Regions from separate parts of the Anas platyrhynchos genome. Here region 2 is linked to region 1. Evidence: chromatin contacts called from public Hi-C data. All regions are on one chromosome and are shown on one strand. The core of a region is the stretch at or near the end of the contact, and the rest is flanking DNA. Distances in the headings are between cores, read along the strand shown.

Evidence for each region. A called contact is a pair of places that touch in the nucleus more often than the background predicts.
Region 2: a Hi-C map of subcutaneous adipose tissue shows a contact between it and region 1, with 2.3 times the contacts expected there. The contact joins two enhancer-like sites. A contact is called at or near these places in 3 of 8 Hi-C or Micro-C datasets (liver, skeletal muscle and subcutaneous adipose tissue).

The regions. Positions count from the first base shown.
Region 1 is chr14:11,338,261-11,343,481 of IASCAAS_PekinDuck_T2T, forward strand. No RefSeq gene overlaps it. Among named protein-coding and RNA genes, the nearest start is that of UBTD2, 63 kb to the left of the region's middle. Within about 2 kb of position 2,296, at least 1 of the 8 cell types and tissues checked has an H3K27ac peak or open chromatin away from gene starts, as enhancers often do. A contact at or near this core is called in subcutaneous adipose tissue, where this site is marked.
Region 2 is chr14:11,445,655-11,450,875 of IASCAAS_PekinDuck_T2T, forward strand. It overlaps SH3TC2 (SH3 domain and tetratricopeptide repeats 2), which reads right to left. Exons shown (of 19, transcript XM_027468529.3): 16 at 4,658-4,780; 17 at 4,246-4,396; 18 at 3,401-3,597; 19 at 2,430-3,049. The coding sequence ends at 2,858. Among named protein-coding and RNA genes, the nearest start is that of SH3TC2, 17 kb to the right of the region's middle. Within about 2 kb of position 2,332, at least 1 of the 8 cell types and tissues checked has an H3K27ac peak or open chromatin away from gene starts, as enhancers often do. A contact at or near this core is called in subcutaneous adipose tissue, where this site is marked.

The DNA.
Region 1 (5,221 bases), core at 1,046-3,545:
AATTTTTTGGGGAAACTGCAGCTCATAGGAGAAGGAAATTATCCACACTTTTTGGGTTGAGTTTAATGAGAAATTCTCCCCTCTGAGATTACCCTTCCACCAAAAGAACTGAAGTTTTTTTGTTTTGACATTTTTGAAAAAAGCCTTTCAACCTGATCTATTAGAATTGCTTTTTTTTTTTTAAAAAAAAAAAAAAAAACACACTTCCCTTTTTTATTTATGTATTTATTTACTTATTTTGAGAAAAAGAAGAATGAATGCTTCTCAAATAAATTAAGCCTCTGGGTCTAGTTCATCTTCTTTGTCATTGTTATTCTATAAAGCAACTTAGGGGAAAATGCAGTTCTGTTCAGACTGAGCTAATATATTTTTCTCTCTTTTTTTTTTTTTTTTTTTTTTTTTGATTCACCAACAAAACTGAAAATTCAGCTGTTCTTGCAGCTCTATTTGCAGCACAAGACATTTGCAAATGAGCTGGACAAGTTCCTTATTCAAACAGTAAGACTGTAAGAAACATCCAAAGGCTCTCCAGAGGAATAGCACCAGGGCAGAGCATTTTGTTTGGAAACATTTCTCTTGTTCTTCGGAGTCAAATTCCACATTTCCCAAAAGAGTAACACAACATTTGTTATTTAAAAATAGCAAAGACTGCTCTTTAGGAATCGGGCTAGAGCAGGGCTGTATGGTTCGTCTGATGTGCTGAGGATGGTTCCTCTGGTCCTGGTAATATCATTGTGCTTGTGGGTGCTAACAAAGCATGGGGCTGTGCAGGCAGGGTGGAACAGGATGGATCCAGGGCTGGCTTGGGCAGATGGAGAATCAGCCTGAGCAACTGAGAGACTCCACGCCTGGGCTTTGGCTCTGTTTTTCCAGAGTTATTTTTACCCTTCATGAACCCTTGGTCCTGGTGGAAATGAGCTCAGTAGCACAATGCTTCCTGTGGTCACCTGCCAAGCCAGCGGCACCCATCCCATCCCATCCCATCCCATCCCATCCCATCCCATCCCATCCCATCCCATCCCATCCCATCCCATCCCATCCCATCCCCCTGTCCCTGCTAGTCCAGGAGCTGCAGGACACTGCCTGGGGACAGCAGCCCCACAAGGACCCCCACAACATCCCTGTTGGTGCCTGGGCCGGGCAGGGGGACGTGCTGTGGGTGGGGGCAGGCAGAGGGGGCAACCTCCCCGTCTAGCTCAGGGTATGGTGCCAGCAGGCTGAGCAGCCATGCCCCAGATCCTGAGCCACAAGCAGTGCCCAGCTGCAGGGCAGCACCTCAGCTCTCTCCCCATGGTGTCTGGGGTGTCTGCTCTGCCAGCATCCCCAAAAACACAGCCACCACGCCTGTGCTTCCTCCCAGTGGGCAGTCACACTCCCAAAACATTTCCCAGAGGAGTACTTTCCTTTTTCCTAGATTGCTGGAGTGGGTTTGAGAACAATTTCACAGAGAGCTTGGAAAAAACGAGTCCTTTCCGCTGCTTCAGATTTGGACTCAGGCATGACTTCATTTGACTGTTGGGATTTTTAATTTATGGGATGTTTTAATTACTTGCAGCTGGTGATGCAGCAGAAGGGTTCAGAGAATCTCCTACCTTCCTTGTGGATAACTTGCAGGTAGATATGGTGAGTGGATGTTACTGGCAATAGACAGCAAAGGTGGACAACCAGTCCCTCTCACCTATGCCCTGTCCTCTTCTTCCTCCCCACCAGCTCATAGTTTCAGCCCCCACCCTAGGGAACATGCTAAGAGGTTTCTCCAGGGACAAGATGAATGTGGTGTCTCATCACTGGCCCGAGGATTTCTGCTTCTTTCTATCTAGGGATGGGAAAATTAGGAGGGAATAGTTCATTACCTTGATCTTTCCCAATGAACCTGCAAACTGCTGGGCGTGGGAGGGCAGAGGAATTGGGTCAATGCCTTCTGGGCCACGCAGAAATTCCTCTGTAATTCCCCAGGTCCCAGGAACATCACAGCCGCTATCCTGGAGCACCGTTTCCAGCAGGGACAGCATAAACAAGTCAGCCTTAATCTCATTAGCTCAATGATGCTCTTTATTAGCCTAAACCAGGCTGGCATCCATTTGATGTCTGTCCAAGATAGATTCTGTCTCTCTCTCTGCTGTTGGAAAGGCCATTAAAGTGCTCTCTTCCTGGGCTGTAAATAGAAAGGATAAAAAATTCCTTGCTGATGAACTGTTTTACTGGCAAGCCAGCAACCAGCACAAAGGAGGAAGCAGAGAAGCAGCTGAGAAAACGCGATGAACAGAGGTCAGACCTTCTGCAGACTGGGGCTGACTTTTGGGAGGACGAAGCCCCTGCACTCAGCAGTGAAACCCCAGTGCCTCTGCCAAGCCTCTGGTCCCAGGTGGGACTTGTGCTGTGGGCTGGGAACAGCTAATCCAGCTCTGACTGCTGCGACCTCGTTTGTGTCTGTGGCTTTCTTCCCATCTTCCTCAGAGTAGATGAGAAAGCAAGGCAAGGGGAAAGGAGCAGAAAGATCAAGACAGGAGAGAGACAACTGATCAGGGCAGGGCAGGCAGGGACTGGATGCAAGGTATGGTTATCCTGGCTTTGGCTACGGGTCCGTCCCATCCACCGTCCCCACTATCCTGTCCCTGGGAGGATGAGGTACAGGAATCCTTGGTAGGAGTGGGAGTTTCTTCACCTTGAACACTGTGTGTCCTGCTGAGCACAGCTGTGTGTATGTGTGTGGCTACTTACAAGCCTGAAAGAGTTAGTGCCGTTGGCGATCGTACATGGTAGAAAACTTCCTCGGCATCTCCTCCCTCCCTCTTCTCCCCCAGCACAAGCCCAGCTGCATCTGAACCCAGCCAGGAGATTTAGCTCACAGAAATGCATGTGGCAGAGTGGTACTACAAACATATATATATATTTTTTTTTCACATACAAGAAGGATGGAGAAATAAATTAATACATGGATGACAGGCCTGTTGTTTTGTACTGCCTGTCTCAGCGTTAAAGAAGCTGATGTTCACTTGAGCCCATACCTTCAGCCTGACACAGCCCTGATGACAGACAGCGGCTTTTCTCTTTCTTCTGCCAAAAAGCGTTGAATAAAAGACCTACATTCTTCCAGGGTGTGGCTGGTGACACCGCACATGATATCACAGCCTTGGCAGTGCCAGCACCTGGGTCTCGTGGCACAGCCCAGCGTATCTCCAGGTGTGGCTTCAGGAGATGCTATCTCCCCTGCCTTGCTGCTTCCTGCCTGAACACCACACCGTGACACCAGTTTCTCCCAGACAGGATCCCGTCTTGGCTTCAACTCCCCATTTCAAACTGATGTTGGCAGTGCCGTTGTATAACCATGTTTTTGAGTATATTTTTTATTTTTTGTTATTATTGTGTTTTTTGTGTTTTTTTTTTTTTGTTTTTTTTTGTTTTTTTTAGTGGCACTTGCTTTATCTTTCTCTTCTTCTGTCATCAAGTATCTCTTCAAAACAGTCTTTAAAAAGTTTTCTTGCTGTGAATTTTGCCCACAGGTCCCCATCCCAGAGCTGTGCCTCTGTTGTAATTAACTCAGGCTGTAAGGTGGTTAACGATGGCACATCATGGCCTCGGAGCCTGGAGAGCACTGGGCTGTGCACAGAGGGACAGAGGAGCTGGTGGCACCGACCATCCCACAGCACTGTGACTTTCTGGGGGCAATGCTTTGCCATAAATCCAGCAGCCTGCTGGGCTGCGGAGCTTTCTGGCACCAGGGAAGCTTTATCCCTCAAGTGTGAAATTACTGCACTGGGGAAATTAAGGAACATTAATTCATGCTGTAGCTTTGCTATGGAAAGATAATTCATGTTTCCCCTATGCAAAATGCTCCAGGCATACTAATGGCCCTTGAGCAGAGGTGCTGCTCTTAGCTTTATGTTTCATTGTGGGAATGAACATGATGGGCTGAGCTTTTCCTGGACATAAACCGATAGCCTGCAACGTGACTACCAGAAGTGGGAGATTGTCACTCTTGTTTTGAGAAAAATGTTCTGAATCTGACATTCCTCACATTTTAGTAAAATATTTTTAAAAAAAAATCTAACAGATGAAGATGCTCACTCGTGTAGCAGGTATCATTTCTCAAGGGTTTCTGTCTGGGCAGATAAAGAGAGATAAGCTGCTGCCTTGGCACTTTTTCTTCCAGTTTTCTTTCAATACATTAGATACGGGCTGAATAGGAAGCTAGATCTTCCCCTGCTCCCACTGCTCTGTCTCATTAAATACCAGAACAGTAAAAAATGCCACCTCATTCAGAGAGTTTTCCATCAGTTAAGAAACAATTGCAGTCAAAGCAGGAACAGAGGTGGCAGCAAAGAAGAAACACTTCAGTGAAGGCAGCAAAGTCTCAGTCCCCTTTGGGGCTTTTGAGAAAATCAAGAGAAAAGCCGGCTCCCTGGCTTATCTGATCAGCAATGCTGAAAGATGTTTGAATGGTAAGGAATTGCTGCAATATATCACTGCAATTTGTCTTCTGCACAAAATAATTACTTGAATTCTAGTTTGCTGCCCTCACTGATCTTGGCTGGTTATAAAGACAGAATAACTCCAGTTAGAAGGGACTTCTGGAGGTTATCTTGATCAACGCTAAACTCAAAGTTATTAGAAGAAAAAAAACATATATTCCTATAGGGAATTAAACTGGAAATAAGATCTAGCTTCAGTCTGAAACAGGGGCAAAACATCTCGCTGTGGGTTCCTTCAGCAAATAATGCTTTGTTACATGGCAAAGGAATGAATGCCCAATTTCTTGCTTGGTTAATGATGCTCTCCACAGAAAACTGGCTACTGGCAGTGACTACTGTTTGGATCGGGTTGGACTCCCATCTCCATGCCCAGCAGCAGCCAGCCGTCTCCCACTCCTGCTGCTGGGGCTCAGCATCTCTTTCTGCTTCCTGCATCCAGAGCCTCCTCCAGAGCTGCCTAAGTCTTGCCAAGAAAATGCCTCTTCAGTAGCCATTTGTCAGCAAACTGGGCAGCCTGAGAATCAAAGAATGCTTTTTAGCACCACACCAGGGAATCGTTAATTATTTCTGCACATTCAGTTATTGACAAAAGCAACGTTGGACTGTTAATCCGATGCAGAGAGTGATACTAGTGCAGGTGTAACAGCTCCTATCCATGAAAACCTTTCTCATCAGTCTGTAAGAAAATATATCCAGGATCAATTTGAAGAGTTAAACGTGTAACAGCTGTTTATTTCTTTCCTCCAGGC
Region 2 (5,221 bases), core at 1,082-3,581, 110 kb after region 1:
AGCTGGAATACGAAGGTCTGTCCAGCACGGACCAGGAAGATTTGCAGCACCGTACAATGAAAGATGTCAGCTCATAGCAATTATTACTGCTGGGTGTTGTGTTTCTGCAGGAAAGAGTAGTTTCTGTGCAAACCCAAATAAATCCAGCTATCTCGACACTTCTGTCCGTATCTATACGTGCAGTTATCAGCGCTTCCTTTTTTATAATGCCCTGGAGGCTAACACCAGAGCTAAGATGATCCAGGAATTATTCTCGTCGTAGTACTTCCACTATCCAAGAATGAACATATGTTAAAGAAATCCAGTCCTTCTTTACTCCAGGCCTTAATTTCCCCTCGGGGCATTGGCCAAAAATGGGGTCAGGGTGCCAGCTCCATCTCTTTACGCAGGCTTGCATCAGAGCTGGTCATGCTGGTGCCCAGAGGATCACACCGGCGGAAGATCAGAGCCAGGGGATGGCCCCAGGCACGTACAAGCTCTGGCACCAAAGCAAGGAGGTTCCTCCAGCAGCACCCTTCGCCCTCTGAACGTGCTGGAAGGGAAGGTGCAGCTTTCTGTGGCCATGGGGAGGTGCATGCTGCCACACGTGGGGCCACTGGTGCTATTTCCAGCTCTGCTGGCCAGGGACTGGAGGCAGGAAAAGTGCCGGGACTGGGCACGGAGCAGGCAGTCACATGCAGCTCAGAAATGAGTCACAAGCCACAGCACGGCGACAACACCTGGGATACGAGGAGACCTGATCCATCCATTCCCTTTCCCCTATTTTTTCCTCTGCTCGGAGTGGCATTCGCACTGGTGAAGTGGGCTGGGCACTGGTGGCAGGGCCTGTAGGATAAATATCTCCTGTCTCGCTACCGTCCTTCTCTTCTGACCTCCTCGTTGGTAAAGCAATGCCACAGCTCTGCACCCTGTAGCACTTTGGGGTGCACACCTCCTGCGTGGTCTCTGTGCCTCCTACACACACAGGACAGCTCCATGGTGAGCCCAAGAGGCAGACAGCTCCCAGCCCCATGCCCAAGGAATGATGGATGGAAAGGTGGAAGGTGATAACCCCCAGCCAGGCTGCCCAGGGGCTTGTGCCATCACCCAGGGACCTCCTCTGGCACGAAGACCCCAAAAGACCTTATTTTCCTTGCCCGGAAAGAATGGGACAAGGAGAAATCTCCTCCCTAGCTGCAGGAATGCTGGGTCCTCACCCACCCTTGGGCACAGGCACAGGGGCTGGCACGCACCAAGTTTCACTTTATTTCCAAGTGTTATCATGATGTTTAATCAGCCCTGGCCACCCTGACCTCTCATCCTGATAGGAAAACAGCCCGGCTTTGTCAGAGAGGGCTGGTGGATGAGAGGGAAAAGGATGTTTTATGGGATGTTCTCAAGGAGTGAGCCTCCTCATTTTTATTTTTTTTCCCCCAGGCAGCACAAAGTCATTTGCTGTGATTTAGAAAACACATGTCTGGTTAAAAACTACGGGCCAGACCTACAGTCCTGCAGATCAGGATGTCTCAGCTGATTTAGACCAGCTGAAACTCTGACTCGCTGTGTTTAAACAAAGCCCATTTTTTTCTCACTGGTGCTAGGCGGAAAGGCCTCAGGTTTTGGCTCTGTTAGGGATATTTTAGGGAGAATGCTCTCTGCATGATTCATCCTCCACGGGGCTTCGCTTTGACAAGAACCACAAGAGCCACTGGCCACCCATGTGGGTCTGCAGGGATGCTGGGTCTGCACCCACCTGGGTGCTGGGCCTCATGGTGGCCCCAGGTGTCGTTTTGGGGCCTCCAAGGACAGAGTTGAGGATGGGATGTGCGCACAGAAGGGCTGGTGCAGCTGCACAGATCCTGGCCTCTGTTGGGAGGGCACACGGCACCTGAGCTGAGCACAGAGCGGGCTGCCCATAGGGCGAGCCAGAGGATTTTCCTGGACCGGTTCCCCCAAAAGCTCGCTGGATGTCAAACGGGACAGCGATTTGCCTCCTCCCAACACAGGGCTGAGGTTGCCCCGATGGCATCGCAGGAATGCTTGGTAAACAAGCATTAAACTATTCGCTGCCCTGGTGATGGATGGCTCACAGGGGACAGAAGGGGAAAACGAAGTGGGCACTTGCAGCGGGGGCGAGGAGACCCACGCTGCGCGTTTGGCACTTCCAAGGGGCGCAGCATGGAAGGGAGACGAAGGGACTTGCAGCAGGGTCTCCCCGTGGAGCCCCAGCTCGCTGGCACAGCCTTTCGAGCCCGGGGGAGCGCTCCCCCCTGGCTCAGCACCCGCAGCAGGGCTGGGGCCGAGCGGGACGAGGAGCGGCTCCGCCGCCCGCAACCGCGGGGCTCTGGTGCGCCCTGGCGGTGAGCGGGGCTGCAGCTCGGTGCCCAACAGGAGCCGGCTCCTGCGGAGCTGTGGGGTCACGGAGCATAGCACACAGCACAGAGAACAGGTAGGAATAAATAGAGTTGCTATTCGAGTTAAAACACGCTCGGGTCGGAGGTGTCCCATCGCCGGTTGAGCTGTCCGGTGGGGTCCGGGTGGGGATGGGTGACACCCTGTCCCCATCCCTGTCCATGTTCCTGTCCTCATCCCCATCCCGCACAGCCACACTCCTGGAGTGCTGCCTGCCTCTCTCCCCATTGCACTGTGCTCCAGCACCTGCTCCTGGGCCCCATCCTGCCTCGCTCTGCCAGCAGTGCCATGGCACACAGCGCCACTCCCAAGAAATGAGGGTCCCAGGTCCCTTGTCTGCTGGGGACATGGAGATAAATCGCTGTCAGGAGGCCGGACCCCTCCTGGGATGCTGCTTCTGGAGAGCACGTGGACCCGTACGAGGCAAGAAGCTGTCTGCAGGCACGTCCCCATGGCGATGGATGGGTCAGACGACGTGGCCGCCTTCGCTCAGCCACCGGGCCCGGTACGTGGCACAGCCCGGCGTGCCCACGGGCCCCAGCGTGACCCTGGGGATGTCAGCCAGCTTGGCGTGAATGCGGCCTTGTAGCTCCTGGTCTCCCAGCTCGGTCGCCGCAGCAAGGGCCAGAAGGAAGTAGGCTGCTGCATCCTGTTCGTCCTAAGCATAAAGAGCAGGGCAATTAGGAAGTAATGCAAGGCCACGGGGTGTGAGGGTGCTGGAGCAGAGCCCAGCGGTTCCAGGCAGAACCCAGTGACACCTGAATTCAGTGAAATGGGCTCTGTACAGTCACTAAGTGCTAGCACTTCTTTCCAAACTGCCTGTCCCATGTCAAAACCTGGCTGTGCCAGCACTGTGTGTGCTTATTGTAAAGCTGCAGCCAGGACAGAGAGCCACAGGATGCTGCTGTATATAACCATTGCTGCTTTGCCAGCAGATGGGATACTCCACCTCCAGCGCCCCATGAAGACCCAAGAACACAACACAGCATCATAGCAAGTGTCCTCCTACCTTCAGTTTGTGCAGCGTGAGGTTGCCAAGGTGGCAATACACCTTGGAGTAGTACAGGGCCTCTCCAGAGCACTGCAGCACAGGGGAGCGCAGGGCGAGAGTCTTCAGGTAGCAGTCTTCTGCCATCTCATACATCTGCAGAAAATAGTAGGCTGTAGCCAGGCGGTGGAATGCAATCAGCTCTTGCAATTGATCTCCTGGAAAAAAGTTGCTGATACAGTCAGACTGCAGGGCACTCACACACAGTTCCTAGCCCAGCACACCGAGCCGCTCAGGGATGTGTTTGCTCCACAGCCCCAGGGCACAGATATCTGTCTGCATAAGGAGGCACTGCCTTTGAAGATGGTCCAGAGAAAACAGAGCTATCAGGGGTGCTGATACCAAAGTGGGATAGATTGCCAGTCTATATATAGCATATATATATTGCCATATATACCATGTATCATTCAACCAGGGGATTTCTTGGGGGCTGGAGAGGGTTATTACAAGGCTGGTTCCGTCTCAGGCATTTATTTTGCTCATTAATCCTACTTCTGCAATGGAAAGGGGTAGGTTTATCGGAAGAGCCAGGGCAAAGAGGAACTGTTCAGTCCCATGCCCTCATAAGATTTCCTGTACTCTGGTGTAGCAACAGCCCTCTGCTCAGCCAGCCCCACCGCCACCACAGCAGAGCACCCCTGTGGGCAGCTTAAAAAGGGAAGCAGCCTTTAAAGAGATGTAACCCCTGGGATAAGAATTGGTCCAGAGGTCTTATGAAAGCAGGAGCATCTCCCTTTCACGTGCACAGTGCTGTCACGCAGACAGCACCCCCTCTGCCCTGCTCCCCGGGGGTGTGCATCACTCACCCACCCTGATGCTCAGCCGGGCTGCCAGCGTGGCAAACTCCAGCGCCTTCTCGTAGCCTTGCAGCCCAATCTGCAGCTCTGCCAGCTTGTTGAACAGCCGTAGCTCTGTCTTAAGGGCCTTTAGCTTCCTGGCCAAGGGCACAGCACCACCCTGGGGAGAGAAAAGAGTGAGTCCAGGCTGTTCCTGGAGGTGTGGGTACAGCACTGCCCGCAGAGGGGTGATGGAGCAGCAGGAGATGGAGTAAGGTGTTACAGATGTGTCCATGCTGCATGTTCCCCCCCAGCCACATTTGTGTGCCAGCACACACAGAACGACCTCGTCCCTTTCCACCCTTCATCCTGCTAGGCACAGCTCCCCGTGGCCATCGTGTAGCAGGGACATAAACAGAGAAACACTTGGAGGGATCAGTACCCTGTAAAACTCCACTGCTCGGTCTCTGTTTCGGCTGCCATTGAAAAAGGTATCGCCTGCTTTTTCATAAAGCTCCATGGCCAAGGAGAAGTTCTCAGACTTCAGAGCTGTCTGAATGGCTGCCTAGAGGGAAGAGGAACTGCAGTGAGACTTGGAAAGAGACATCTGCACAAAGACTTTGGAGTAACAAAATAAAGCCAAGTCACCCTAAACGTGAGCCCCAGTGCTCACACAGCAAGGACACGGGTTGGTAAACAAGCTGGGGGGACATTGTGCTGTGTTTCCTGGTGACGTGTGAGGATGGAGCCACCCACCCATCCCCATGCAGGGTCAGTGTGCCAGACCGACCAGCCAGGACGTCCTTTGGCATCAGGATTTAGAGTGGGAAGGGTGCAGGCAGCAGCTGCCCTGTGCTGGGCTGTCCCTGCGGTGTGATGGAGCCAACGTGAAGATTGACAAGGGGAGCAGAGAGCCAGGACAGGGAAAGGGCAGAGCCAGCAGGAGGGCAGGTATGCTAACTTCTGGGAAGAAGAGATGTCTGTGCCAATTGCACACTTGACCCTG